Regions from separate parts of the Mus musculus genome. Here region 2 is linked to region 1. Evidence: chromatin contacts called from public HiChIP or PLAC-seq data. All regions are on one chromosome and are shown on one strand. The core of a region is the stretch at or near the end of the contact, and the rest is flanking DNA. Distances in the headings are between cores, read along the strand shown. Region 1 has its middle 16 kb from the start of Gm35658. Region 2 holds the start of Calml4 (calmodulin-like 4).

Evidence for each region. HiChIP or PLAC-seq counts read pairs in DNA pulled down with a chosen protein or histone mark.
Region 2: a FOXA1 HiChIP or PLAC-seq map of pancreatic cancer cells shows a contact between it and region 1. The contact joins the promoter of Calml4 here to the enhancer-like site in region 1. A contact is called at or near these places in 10 of 39 promoter capture datasets (the 3T3-L1 cell line, the C10 cell line, embryonic stem cells and 5 more), 9 of 484 Hi-C or Micro-C datasets (the HL-1 cell line, the N1E-115 cell line, bone marrow-derived macrophages and 5 more), 6 of 115 datasets of contacts at active chromatin or transcription factors (bone marrow-derived macrophages, differentiating embryonic stem cells, embryonic basal ganglia and 3 more) and 4 of 9 other capture datasets (adipose tissue, liver, macrophages and 1 more).

The regions. Positions count from the first base shown.
Region 1 is chr9:63,073,823-63,080,126 of GRCm38.p6, reverse strand. No RefSeq gene overlaps it. Among named protein-coding and RNA genes, the nearest start is that of Gm35658, 16 kb to the left of the region's middle. Within about 2 kb of position 5,041, at least 72 of the 459 cell types and tissues checked have an H3K27ac peak or open chromatin away from gene starts, as enhancers often do. A contact at or near this core is called in the N1E-115 cell line, differentiating embryonic stem cells, embryonic stem cells and 3 more, where this site is marked.
Region 2 is chr9:62,855,231-62,861,059 of GRCm38.p6, reverse strand. Calml4 (calmodulin-like 4) reads right to left here and starts at 2,956. Exons shown (of 5, transcript NM_138304.2): 1 at 2,899-2,956; 2 at 2,788-2,818. The coding sequence starts at 2,901. It also overlaps the pseudogene Gm10653.

The DNA of each region.
Region 1 (6,304 bases), core at 3,792-6,291:
GTCAGCGCTTACCTTGGCCGAACTTCTCTTGTATTTTTCAGTATAGTATTAGGTATTTCCTTGTAGCTATGAGAAAATGTACAACAAACAAAGTAATGAAAGAAGTGTTTCTTGTGGCTTGTAGTCAAGGACACAGACAACCAGTGTGAGGATGCTGTGTGCTCACAGGCATGTGAGGCGATTGGTTACAGGACAGCCACAGTCAGGAGATAGAGATGGACGCTGGGGATGCTTAGCTGGCTCTCTCCTCTGTGTTCAGTCCAGAACCCCAGCTCATGGATGGAGTAGTGCTACCCACAGTTAGAGTGAGTCTCCATCTCAATTAACCCAATCTAGAATATCCCTCACAAATACCCAGAGATTTGTTTTCAGAGTGACTCTAGATCCTGTAAAGATGATAACTGATACAAGCCACAAGTTTGTTCCGAGAAAATTAATGGAATCTACTTTTCTTGGTTGCCACCAAAGATCCTGGCTAACATAGCACCCATGTCACTTCGATCTTTTAAGTGCCCCAGTAGCTTGGACTTTTGCCAGTGTGAGTGTATATGTGGTGCATGTGAGTGCATGTGCGTGTGAATGCGTGTGAGTGTGTGTGTATGTGAGTGTATGTGTGTGAACATGTGTATGAGTGTGTGTGTGTGTGTGTGTGTGTGTGTGTGTTGGGGGGTGGAAAGCCCAGCTAACTTTGTGGCATGTTATTTATGGTGATTACTTACACTGTGTCTGTATAGTGGGCAGCCAGCATGAGAGGCTGGGAGAGCTGGGAACTGTGAGATTTGTATCCTGGGGTTGGCAACCTGGGATGCATGCAGCCTTGGAGGGAGAGTAAGGCAGAGATGGGGCAGAGAGGAAGCCAAAGCCTGAACGCAGTACATCTCCTGGAGGCAATTTGAAGATTCTTCTAGCAATTGAGGAGGAATGGCGGTTTTGTTTTACTTTTTCAATTTAAAATTAAATGAGTATATGTTTTGAAATAAAATATAAGAATCTGCAGAAACTTTTAAGAGAACACAGCATCATTTAAGAAATCCTCAGCTGACAGAGCACCAACCTGCACACCTATTTTCACCTTTGGGAATGAAAGATTTCTCTTTGCAACTAGAAAGGAATCTGGTGGAAATGTAGAGAAATGCAGAGCCTGGTAGGCTGTATTTCAAATGTAGATGTTAGGATCCAGTGCTTTGCCTGCCTATACTTAGTTTCCTCTTAGGGCCAGGCTAGTGTGAGCCCTTTCTGCCTTTGCACAGATTCTAAACACTGCTATTACCAAGTAAACATTGTCTTAAAAAAAAAATCACTCACCATGGAAAAAGTCCCTAGTGTTGTGAATAGATATAGGAAGGTTAAAACTAATGGGGTAGTTCTCAAGATGGCAGAAGAGGAAGAGTGAAGAAGGCCTACCTCCCAGGTGGATCGTGTGGTGGATCGGCAGGTGGCGATGGCTGCTGGGGAGCCTGGACTCTTCAGAACCCTCATGGTGGAAGAGAGATGCTACGGCAAACTGTCTTCTGTCTGACCTCTACATGCATATACTGGCATGCCTGCCCTCTCCCAAATAAGTAATAAAAGAAAAATGTCTAAAAAGGAAGGAAAGAAAGCAAGAAGCCTTATTCTCTTTCGGCATGCTGGACAGTCTAAGATAAGGATTCTCCTTATGAGCTAAGCATGGTAAGGATAATCATTGCATCCCAGTAGGTACCATGGCTCATACTTGCAAGTCCAGTACTCAGGAAGATGAGACAGGTGAGTTACTATGACTTCATGGACAGCTAGGACTACACAGCATGGCTTTATCTCAAGCACACCAAATTGGGGGGTGGGGGTGGGGGGGGAGACTCTGATCTCAAGGCAAGGATGCTATTGCAATTCCACGATGTGATCTGAGTGTTTGCATGTCTACACTCATATGTTGCTATCCTTACCCCAGTGGGATGGATTAAGTGGAGACCTTTGTGAGGTAATTAGGTGCTGGGGATGGGGCCCTAGTGAGTCAGACTTGTGCTCTTATAAAAGGGGTCCTAGCAGAGGCTGAAGACCATGACTGGTCTTCTTGGGAACAAGTCAGGCACACAGTGCATCTATATACCTGCAGGTAAAAAGACGCATACACATAAAATAAAAATAAATAAATCATAAAAGGAAAGGGAGTCCCAACCAAGTGTGGTGGCTCATACCTGTAATCCTAGCAATCAGAGAAATGAAATAGGATAAGTAATTTAAGGTCAACTTTGTTACATTAGTGAGTTAAAGGCCAGCCAGGGGTACATAAATCCTTACATCAGAACTCACCATCAAGACTGATGACCTAAGTTTGAGCCCCAGGACCCATGTGGTAGAAAGAAAGAACTTGATTCCTGCAAGTTATCTTCTGGCCTGCACAGATATACCAACACACACACATACACACAGGTGCATGCACACACATTCACATGTGCACAATTAAGAAGAAAAGGAAGGAAGGAAGGAAGGAAGGAAGGAAGGAAGGAAGGAAGGAAGGAAGGAAAGAAGGAAAGAAGGAAAGAAGGAAAGAAGGAAAGAAGGGAGGGAGGGAGGGAGAGAGGTAGGGAGGAAGGGAGAGAGGAAGGAAGAAAAGAAGGAGGGAAAGAAAACAAAAAAAGGACCCCAGAGAGTACACTAGCACTCTTTTTACCTTGTAAGATGAGCAGAGTTGGCAGTCTGTAACCCCTTCCAGACCCCAACCACAATGGTATCCAGGTCTCAAACTTTGTTGAAAAGCCACAGAAACTGACTGTTCTAGTTACTTACCTCATTGCTGTGATAAAATCCTGACTAAAGCAACTTAAGGGAGAAAGGATTTGTTTGGGCTCTGAGTTTGAAGTTACAGTCTATCATTACAACGAAGTCATAGCGTGTGGTGGCTGGTCACACTGCATCCACAGTCAAGAAGCACAGAGTAACGAATGCTTGTGCTCTGCTCACCTTTCCCCCTTTATATAGCCCAGGATCCCAGCCCAGGGAATGGTGTCACCCACAGTAGGCAGGGCTACCAGCCTCAAAGAACCCAATCAAGTTTCCCCCACAGCCAGTCTCCCAGGTGATTGTTTGTTTGTTTTCTTAATCTCATCAAAAGACAATTGAGATTAGCCATCATGATGACTGAGACAAAGAGACTGGGGATTACTGGTAAGTACTACAATGCAACACAGCTAACAGCTCGTTAGGTCATTTATCTTAGTAATTTTCTATTTTTGCTGTTGTTGCTACTGTCTGCTTGCTTTGCTACTGTTTGTCCATTTTGTTTTTGAGATGTTGTCTCTCTTAGAACCTAGAACATGCATTCTTCTTAGTGCTTCGACCCACATCCTGGCCTGAATGAGGATCACATTAGATTGCCACACCTTCAGCTGAGTAGGTCTGCTGTCTGCTTCTTCCATCATGAGTGCCGATGCTGGGACTCTGGGGAAAAGCAGAGAGGAAGAGGGGCCTAAAGACAACTATCCCCTCCCAATCCATAAGGCTGTATTGAGGGTTAAAATCATGGGCTTTGAGGACTGTTTGAGTATGTTCCTGGAAGCTCCCATATTAAGGACTGTCAGGTTGTTGGGAGGTGAATAGATTCATGGGTTCATTTTTTAAATTCATAGTTGAATATACTTTAAGGGGTAGGGACTGACTAGGCCACTGTTAGTGTACCTCTGAAGGGTCTGCCTTATCCATAGCTCTATCTTTTCTGTGTTGCTGCCTCCTGGAGGTCAGAAATAGAACAACACACACACACACACACACACACACACACACACACACACACACACATCCACCATGGTATCCTACCTCACTCACAAGACTGGAATCAACAGCTGAGTATCGAAAGGCTTTCCTCTCATTTCTCTCAGGCGTTTGTCACAGCAATGAAGTGGCCAACACAAGAGTAGAGCTCAGACTGGGTTTGTGACTCAGATGGTAGAGGGCTTGCCTGGCACACACAAAGCCCTGGTTCTATCTCCAGTACTGCATAAACTGAGCAAGGTGGCACACACCTGTGATCTCAGCCCTTGGGAGGTAACGACAAGAGGATCAGAAGTTCAAGGTGATCCTTGGAGCTTGAAGACAGTGTGAGATACTGAGACCCTATCTAAAATCATAGCGGGAAGGAAGGAAGAAAGGAGGGAGGGAGGGAGGGAGGGAAGGAAGGGAGGGAGGGAGGGAGGGAGGGAGGAGAGGACTGGGTTGGGAAAATGGCTCTGCTCCTACTCAGCACAGAGGGGAGGACAGATAAGGCACATGGCAGATAGAGCATAAACTCTGAGTCCCAAACCAGCTGTGTCCCAGTGTCTTTACAAACAGGAACAGCAGCTGCCCCACCTCTTACATTTGACCAAGAATTCTGGGGAATGTCACTGATCACAGAGAAGCTGAGGGCAGAGGTGCTGCAGATCACTGGCATCCCAGCCCTGGCCAAAACCATGCTCAGTGACACTTGCTCTCATGACCAACTCATTCAAAGTATTCCACTAGCAGCTCACCAGACTAAACCCCAGCCTGGGAGCCCAGAGCAGGCTAGGATCACCTAAAACCCTTGATTCCTGGCTTGAAGTCTGTTGGTGATGACTCCTATTGACGTCCCTTTGGTGGAAAGAATGTCACTAGCCTGCCTCTAGCCTTCCTGGGCGTCCTGTGTGGCCTAAAGCCGATAAGAGTGTGTACGTGCAGGCCCTTGGGCCAGATGCCTTCTTGTTGCTAGGCACCGGATGCTCTGATCTGAGCCTGGGATCAGGCCTGTGGGATGAGACATAGAAGAGGCCTTTGGGGCACAGAGCTGAGGATCCTATTGTCTTTACAGGGAGGAGTTGGGTCAGCTACCTTACTGCTGATTTGTTTGTTTAACTTTCCTTTTTATCCTATGTTCCTCTGATGGGAAGAAGGTCTACTTGTGGGCTCCTACTTCACGGAGTTTTTCAGTCTTCCTAGGCGAAAGCACACATTCCTGAAAACCACTCAAGAAAGGTGTCTCTGGGGTAGCAGTGGGTCTTGAGGCCCGAGTTAACAGCTCATGTGCACATGTGGGTGTGAGTGTGTGTGCTCCTAAGCACACGTTCTCAGGGACTGGAACCCCTCCCACCACATTCCCCAGGGCGTCTCCCCAGCCACTGCGACTATAATCATAGCCAGCCTGGGACTTTAACCAAACATCACATTCCACCACCCTGGACAACCTCTTTGTTTGATCTTCTCTCTAGAGACACAGGTCAGGAGGAAGGTGGGGCGAGGCGGTGAGCAGCAGCATGTGGGATGCATCTCTTCCTTCTCTTGTTTTAGAAGCTGCAAACCCAATACTGGTCCTCAAGTCTCCCCCAGTTTCTCCGCCTCAAACCTAAGGACCTCGGGCACAAATTTCTGAGAATCGGGGCCACCTCAAAGTCACTAGTCCAACCGATTACTTTATAGAACCCTGGGACACCGACTTTAATGTCACACACACAGAGGGACAGCTTTGCAGAAGTCCAGGAAAGAGCCTTCTTCCACATCCCAGCCCTCTCCACCAGTTAGCAGCCGCTGGGTGACACCTCAGTTACTCACTTAGAACTCAGCCCAACAAGCAAAGCAAAAGGCAGGAAGTGTGTGGCGGAGACTTATTTATGCTAGAGTGTGGATGACTGACATCGGGAGGTCTTCAGACAAAGGAGATTTAGGTAGAAAGCAGAAATGAAAAGATCAGGAGGGCACTAGATTATGTAAAAGTCGGCTGAGGTGACTGAGGTTAGCTACCGGGAGGAGACCATCAAGCCGGGAAGCAGCAAGCACCAGAGAGAAACTTCACATTAATACATGGCTCATGGGTCCAGGTCTGATTCTTTCTTCTGCAGGGGGAGCAGTGGGAATTTCAAAGTGTCAGATCCCTCTATGCATCTAATCCTGTTGCTCTCCAGAGAGAATGTGTTTTAGATTTATCTTCAAACTGCCTCAAGGATCCGTGGGTCATTCATTTGGGCCACCTGGGGCCTCAGCTTTGGCTGGGTTCAACTTCCTTCCTGCCTCACAGTGGGAGAGCAGCGATTCCTCCCAGGCTGGGTTTTGTTTGTTTGGTTTTGTTTTAATAATTTAAGTTCTCTGTTTTATGTATCTAATCTCTTCATATTTTCAAGATAAAATTAGTTCTACAGGGCATGTTAAATTCTCTGAGTATATTGGAATTGTTGTTTATCATTTAAATTTAATTTAACCTTTTTCTTTCTTTAGTGTTTTTAATTACTTAAGAAATACACATCCCTTGTAAAGGATTCATAAAACGGTGAAGGATGTGGAAGCAGACACCACCTGAAAGGAAACTTCCACTGCTAAC
Region 2 (5,829 bases), core at 1,707-4,206, 220 kb after region 1:
GCCGTGGGGTGAGTTGCCCTAATCCCCTAATCCCTTCCATGTTCCAAGGAAGGAGCTGAAGCCTGGGGTTGGGGGTGGGGAGCAGGATCTGCTGGCTGTCCAGACAAGCACACTGCATTCCCCTATATTGGTAACCAGGGCCTAGAGCAAGGATTAAACAGAGGCCAGCCTCTGAGCAAACTGACATATGTGTTCTCTTCCAGCATTGACAGACCCACCTTTTCTTTCTTTTCTTAATTTTTTAAAGATTTCTTTATTTAATTCATATATGTGGGCACACTGTCGCTGTCTTCATACACACCAGAAGAGGGCATCAGATCCCATTACAGATGGTTGTGAGCCACCATGTGGTTGATGGGAATTGAACTCAGGACCTCTGGAAGAGCAGTCAGTGCTCTTAACCTCTGAGCTATCTCTCCAGCCCCTCTTTTTTCTCTTAAGAATTTTAATACATTTTATTTTAGTTGAAGATTTATCTTAAGTATATGAGTACACTGTAGCTGAGCCATCTCTCCAGATCACTGTTTATTTTGTTTTTTTTTTAGTGTATATATGTGTGGGAGTCAGAGAGTATCTTGTGGGGGAGATGGTTCTTTCCACCATGTGCTGGGCTGGGAGGAACCCCCCCGCCCCCGGCTTGGGGGCAGGTGCCTTTATCTCTCCAGCCCCCATCCATCTCTTCAAACCTGCAGAGCCAGATTCCCTGGAGCTGGAATTCCAGGTGGTGTTGAGTCACCCAGCGTGACTGCAGGGAACCTATCTCCCTCTCTCAGGTGCTCTTAACTGCTGAGCCATCTCTCCAGCTGCCGCCTCCAACCCCCCTTCCGCCTTCTCCCTCCCCTCCGCCATCTGTCCAAGCTCTGGTCCTTTACAACGCTGGGATCCCTTCCTGGGTCACCAGAAGCCACCTCTGGAGCCTGCTGGACACTGTCCTGCATCACAGTGCTTGGTGGGCCCTCAGTACCTGCAGTCTTTTCTCACTATGCTAGACCAAGATAACAAGATCCCCAGAATACCTGGCTTGCCTGAGGACCCCGATCCTCAGTCTCCTTCACACACACACACACACACACACACACACACACACACACACCCCTCCAGTCCTCTCAGTGTGGCCCCACCCCTCATTCACTGCTGTCCATTCTGTCTTTCACTCTCCTTGATTGTGACCCCAAGAATGGGGGGTACCTTCCGGCCCCCTGCTCAGTTTTTAACACCTGGGGAAGGGCTGGCACAGGGCAGGGTTAGCACAGAGAAAGGACTCTTGCTGAAGTAAAGTAGAAGTGAGGTAAACACATCAGGATGCATCGTTGACCCTCTTCTCAGACAAGAAAACTGAGACTCAAAGGTGACTGGCCTGGGAGCTTCCAAAGCCCCATTCCTCGCCCAACCCTGTCCAGGCTTCCAACTCTAAACACTCATGGCCACCTTCTTGGTGTTAGACACTGGGATACAAAGAGAATTCGCCTTCTTCCTTTCTAGTTGTTTCAAAAGCCATGGGAGCGAGGGGGCAGTGAGTCCGTTGTCCAGACAGAGTAGGGGGACTGGTGAGGCTGACAGGTGGCCTCTAGCTTAGGTCCCCCCTTCAAAGACTTTACTTTCCATTGTGTGCACATGCACGCATACAGGTGCCCCAGGAGGCCAAAGGTTTCCTTTGCCCTGGGAGATGGAGTTACAGGTGATGGTGATCAGTTCTTGTATATGTACTGGGAACCAAACTTAGGTCTTCTGCAAGAGCAGTACAAATTCTCCCATAGTGGATTGTCCGCCAGCCCCTGGCCCCTAACTGTGGGCTAGGCTCTGTGTAGCAGAGTCTCCTCACTGTCCCCTCTGTTCTGGGCCTTAGTTTGGGGATAGGGAGTTGAGGAATCTAAGAGTAGGACCAATAGGCACACATCGCTGTCACTCCCTGCTCTAGACTGTACTCTAGTCATTTACATCTCTGGGATAGATCCTTGCTGGGGTAACCAGAAGCCACCCCTGTGGCCTGCTGGACAGTGTCCTGCACCAGAGCTCCGTGTCCCTGTGTACCTGCAGTTCTAGCTCACCGACAAGGTGTCATGTCAGCGGCAATGAGAAGGGGGTTACCAAGGCTGTTTCCCTCCTATGTTGGGGCAGGTGTAGGGGCTCAGCCTCAGGGAAAAGAGAGTTATCCCGTAAAGGGCCTGTGCTGCACTCTGGCCTCTCTGCCAGAAACTCAGCCACCAGATCCCTGGCCAGGTGTTTGCCAGGTCCTGTGTAACTTAATTCTGCCTTTCTGCTCTTGGGGAAACAGAACTCTGCTCTGTGGGAAGCCCAAGAACAAGGTGCCCACACTGAACTAGGCAGGAGGTGCCAGCTGAGCCCCTCATTTTACAGTCTAAGGTCCATAAAGAAATATCCTGCCCCAGCGTGTAACCCTGAGTTCTGTTGCCTGTCTACACTGACTACAAAGCCCCATCCCCCATCTCTGGTTCAATTACTATGTTAGTGACCTTTCTCCATGACCAGCCTCCCACCCAGACCCGTTTCCAGGCTCTCTGGAGCACTAAGCAAGCTCACTTTTATGACCCAGCTTGAAAGTCACACTGACATATAACAAGCCCTGGAAGTCAGTTAGTCGGTCTTCAGGGCCACCCCCAAACAGATAACCAGCTGCCCCACAGCACCTGGCCCCAAGCCTGTGGGTGGGCCAGCTGTCCACCCCTCGGGGCCTTCCTTCCTACCAACAAAACCCAGCAAAGCAAATTGCCTAATGAGACACACATTTTGTGGCGAATTACTAATTAAAGAACAAACCCAACCTACCATTAATTTGGTCCTGGGAAAGGAACTTGGCCTGTAGCAGAGAAAGAACAGTCAAGAGGGGGCTTCAGCGGGGGCCCTTCCCACCTCCTTCCGGCACAGCCCCTCACTCACCATCCTCAGGCTCCCCTTACTCCTGGAACTGAGTTTGGTTCTCTTTACTCCAGCTTGGAGTCGAAAGTCCAGCATGCTGGGCGGAGGCCTGGTAATAAATCCTCCGCTGCCACGGAGACCGGGCTCTATGCCATGAGAGTCAAATTCCGGCTGAGTAGTGGATGCCCCCACCGTCCTGAGAAGGGTGATTGTGAGGAAACCATTTACAGACTCTCCTGGAGGCCCCTGCCCCCGGAGGCTGGGGCTCTGCAGCAACTGGACAATTTGGGTGTTCCTTCTTGGAAGCCTAACTTCTGAAAGGGGGCTCCGGGTGGGGCTGACTCTGTCCTGGTCTGAGTCTGTCTTAGGAAGCTTTGCTCTCTCCCGAGGCTAAGCTGGGCTCCTTGCTGGAGCCAGATAGCACGCGCGCACACGCACGCGCGCGCACACACACACACACACACACACACACACACACACACACACACACACGGTCTCTCCAGAAGAAGCTATCCAAGGGAGCAGTGCTCAGAGACGCTTCAAACACAGCCTTGCAGATGCACTATGTCTGGGGACACGCTGAGGACCGTCCGTCTCTTGTATGCCTCAGTTTCCTCACCAGCTACGTTATGGGCTGCTAGGATAATCCAAAGGCCAATACACAGCCAATTCTACTTCCTAGGGGCTGGGGATGGTGTTGGGTGCTGGGGCTGAGTCTTAAGCTAGCCGCTCAGGGAACTTGGAGTTTGACCTGACCAGGCAGGAAGTTCCTCTCCCTTCCTCGTCTCGCCCTTTCCCGTATTATAATAAGCTGCTGACTCTGAATTTCTCAGCCCTCTATTCCTCTCCCCGTCCCCTGAGACAGGAAAAAGGGTGCCTCCTAGAACTGGTACTGGGCCCTGGGCATGACTAGGTTCTCAGGTTGGTCTGAAAGTCTCCTTTCCCTCATCCACACTCCTTGACTGGTTTGCCTACAAAGTGCTAAATCCAGCCTGGTCCAACTGTCAGTCACTGTGTGTGGTCACATAGCCTGTGTACTACACAGGGAGCAAGGGAGCAAATGAGAGCTACCAAAGGCTGCAGGTGCCAGAGGAAGAGAGTTAAGGTCTCCTGCTAACCCATCTGAGGGCACACAAACTCATGGCCTCCCTCTGGTCCTGACACCTCCATGTGGAATGGTTTTGTTTTTTCTCCTGAGCCATCTACCTCTTCTTACCTGCTTTAGATGTGAGAATCTTGAGGTTCTGACCCACTTTGTGGGGGGTAGGTATGATTTGGAGGGTAGGTATGGTTGGGGAGGCAAGATATGGTGGGGCCTAGGTATGGAGGGGTAGGTATAGTTGGGGGCCTAGGTTTGGTGGGGGGTGGGTATGGTGGGAGTGGGGAAGGCTGGGGGGACACAGTTTAGTTGTCATGGAAGAGCAAGGGAGGTAGGCAGTACTTTTTGACAGGTGGGTACAGAACTGAGGCCCCCAAATACCCTACCTCTGTGATGGGCTCAGAGGCGGGTGAGGCATCTTCTTGGGTTTTAGTAACTGAGTACTGGGGTCAGCCATGTGCCCCTAAGGGCATCCTGACACCTGTCAACTCTCCCTTCTTTTGTTGTTTGGTTTTGTTTCCATTGGTGTGTGGGTGTGTGTGGGTGTGCGTACGCGCATGCATGACCGTCCTAAATCATTTACTAGTATAGATTTTATGAACATTCTTTATATCATCACTAATGGAGCTGGAGAGTGCTCCAGGCTCTCCAAGTGTGTGGTGAGAAACACTCAAAGCATGTCAGAACTTGGTTTCCCTTTCAGAGACCAGAGCTCCTGTGGCCAGCAGACGGCAGTCCAGGCATCTCTTGGTGCTTATGCACTGGTTCGGTGATCCAGTGAGTGCCAGGATTTGTTCTGGTAACTTATGAAGTAGTGGGTCTGTGAGGAGAACCTCAAAGAACCTGTATGAAGCCTTCAGCCCCGTAAGAATTCAGGATGCTCAGAATTCACAATGGAGTCCAGCTCTCTCCACACAGTACTGAGGACCAGGCCATCTTTAGCTGGTTAAGCCTATGATGGATAGGTTTACTCTAAGTTGCACTCTAAGGAATTGGGTGTTCGCAGCCTCCACTGTGAACACAAAGTCCTGCATCTAATGTAGTTTTGCTTAGCCTCGTGAAGCTAATGCCCGGTGGAACACAGGGCATTGGTGATACGGCTAGCAGTGGGCCCTGAAGAAAGTGCATCATGCCAGGATGTCAGGTCACCTCTATAGCACTGGTCCTCCCCCTTCCTCGCCCTGAAACCCTCTAATGCAGTTCCTCATGTTATGGTGACCCACCTATAAAATTATTTTCATTGCTTCTTCATAACTGTAATTTTGCTACTGTGGTGGATCTGTAATCTAAATATCTAATATGCAAGATATCTGATCTCTGTGAAAGGCCCAAAGGGGTTACAACCCACGATTGAGAGATTGAGAACCACTGCTCTGTAGTCTGTACTTGTATGTGCATACCAGGGCTTGCCTGACGGCTGCCACCAGACAGAAAAGGTTTTTTGTTGTTGTTGTTGTTTTTTTTTTTTTTTTGGTTTTTCAAGACAGGGTTTCTCTGTGTAGCCCTGAACTCACTTTGTAGACCAGGTTGTCCTTGAACTCAGAAATTCGCCTGCTTCTGCCTCCCGAGTGCTGGGATTAAAGAGGCGTGTGCCACCATGCCTGGCCAGAAAAGTATTTCTAAAAAATATACTTTTAGGGCTGGAGAAATGGCTCAGCAGGTAAAAGCACTGACTGATCTTCTGAAGGTCCTGAGTTCAAATCCCAGCAACCACATGGTGACTCACAACCACCCATAATGAGATCTGATGCCCTCTTCTGGTGTATCTGAAGACAGCTACAGTGTACTTATGTATAAATCTTTAAATATATATACACACACACATATACATACTTTATGTGTATTTAAAGTGT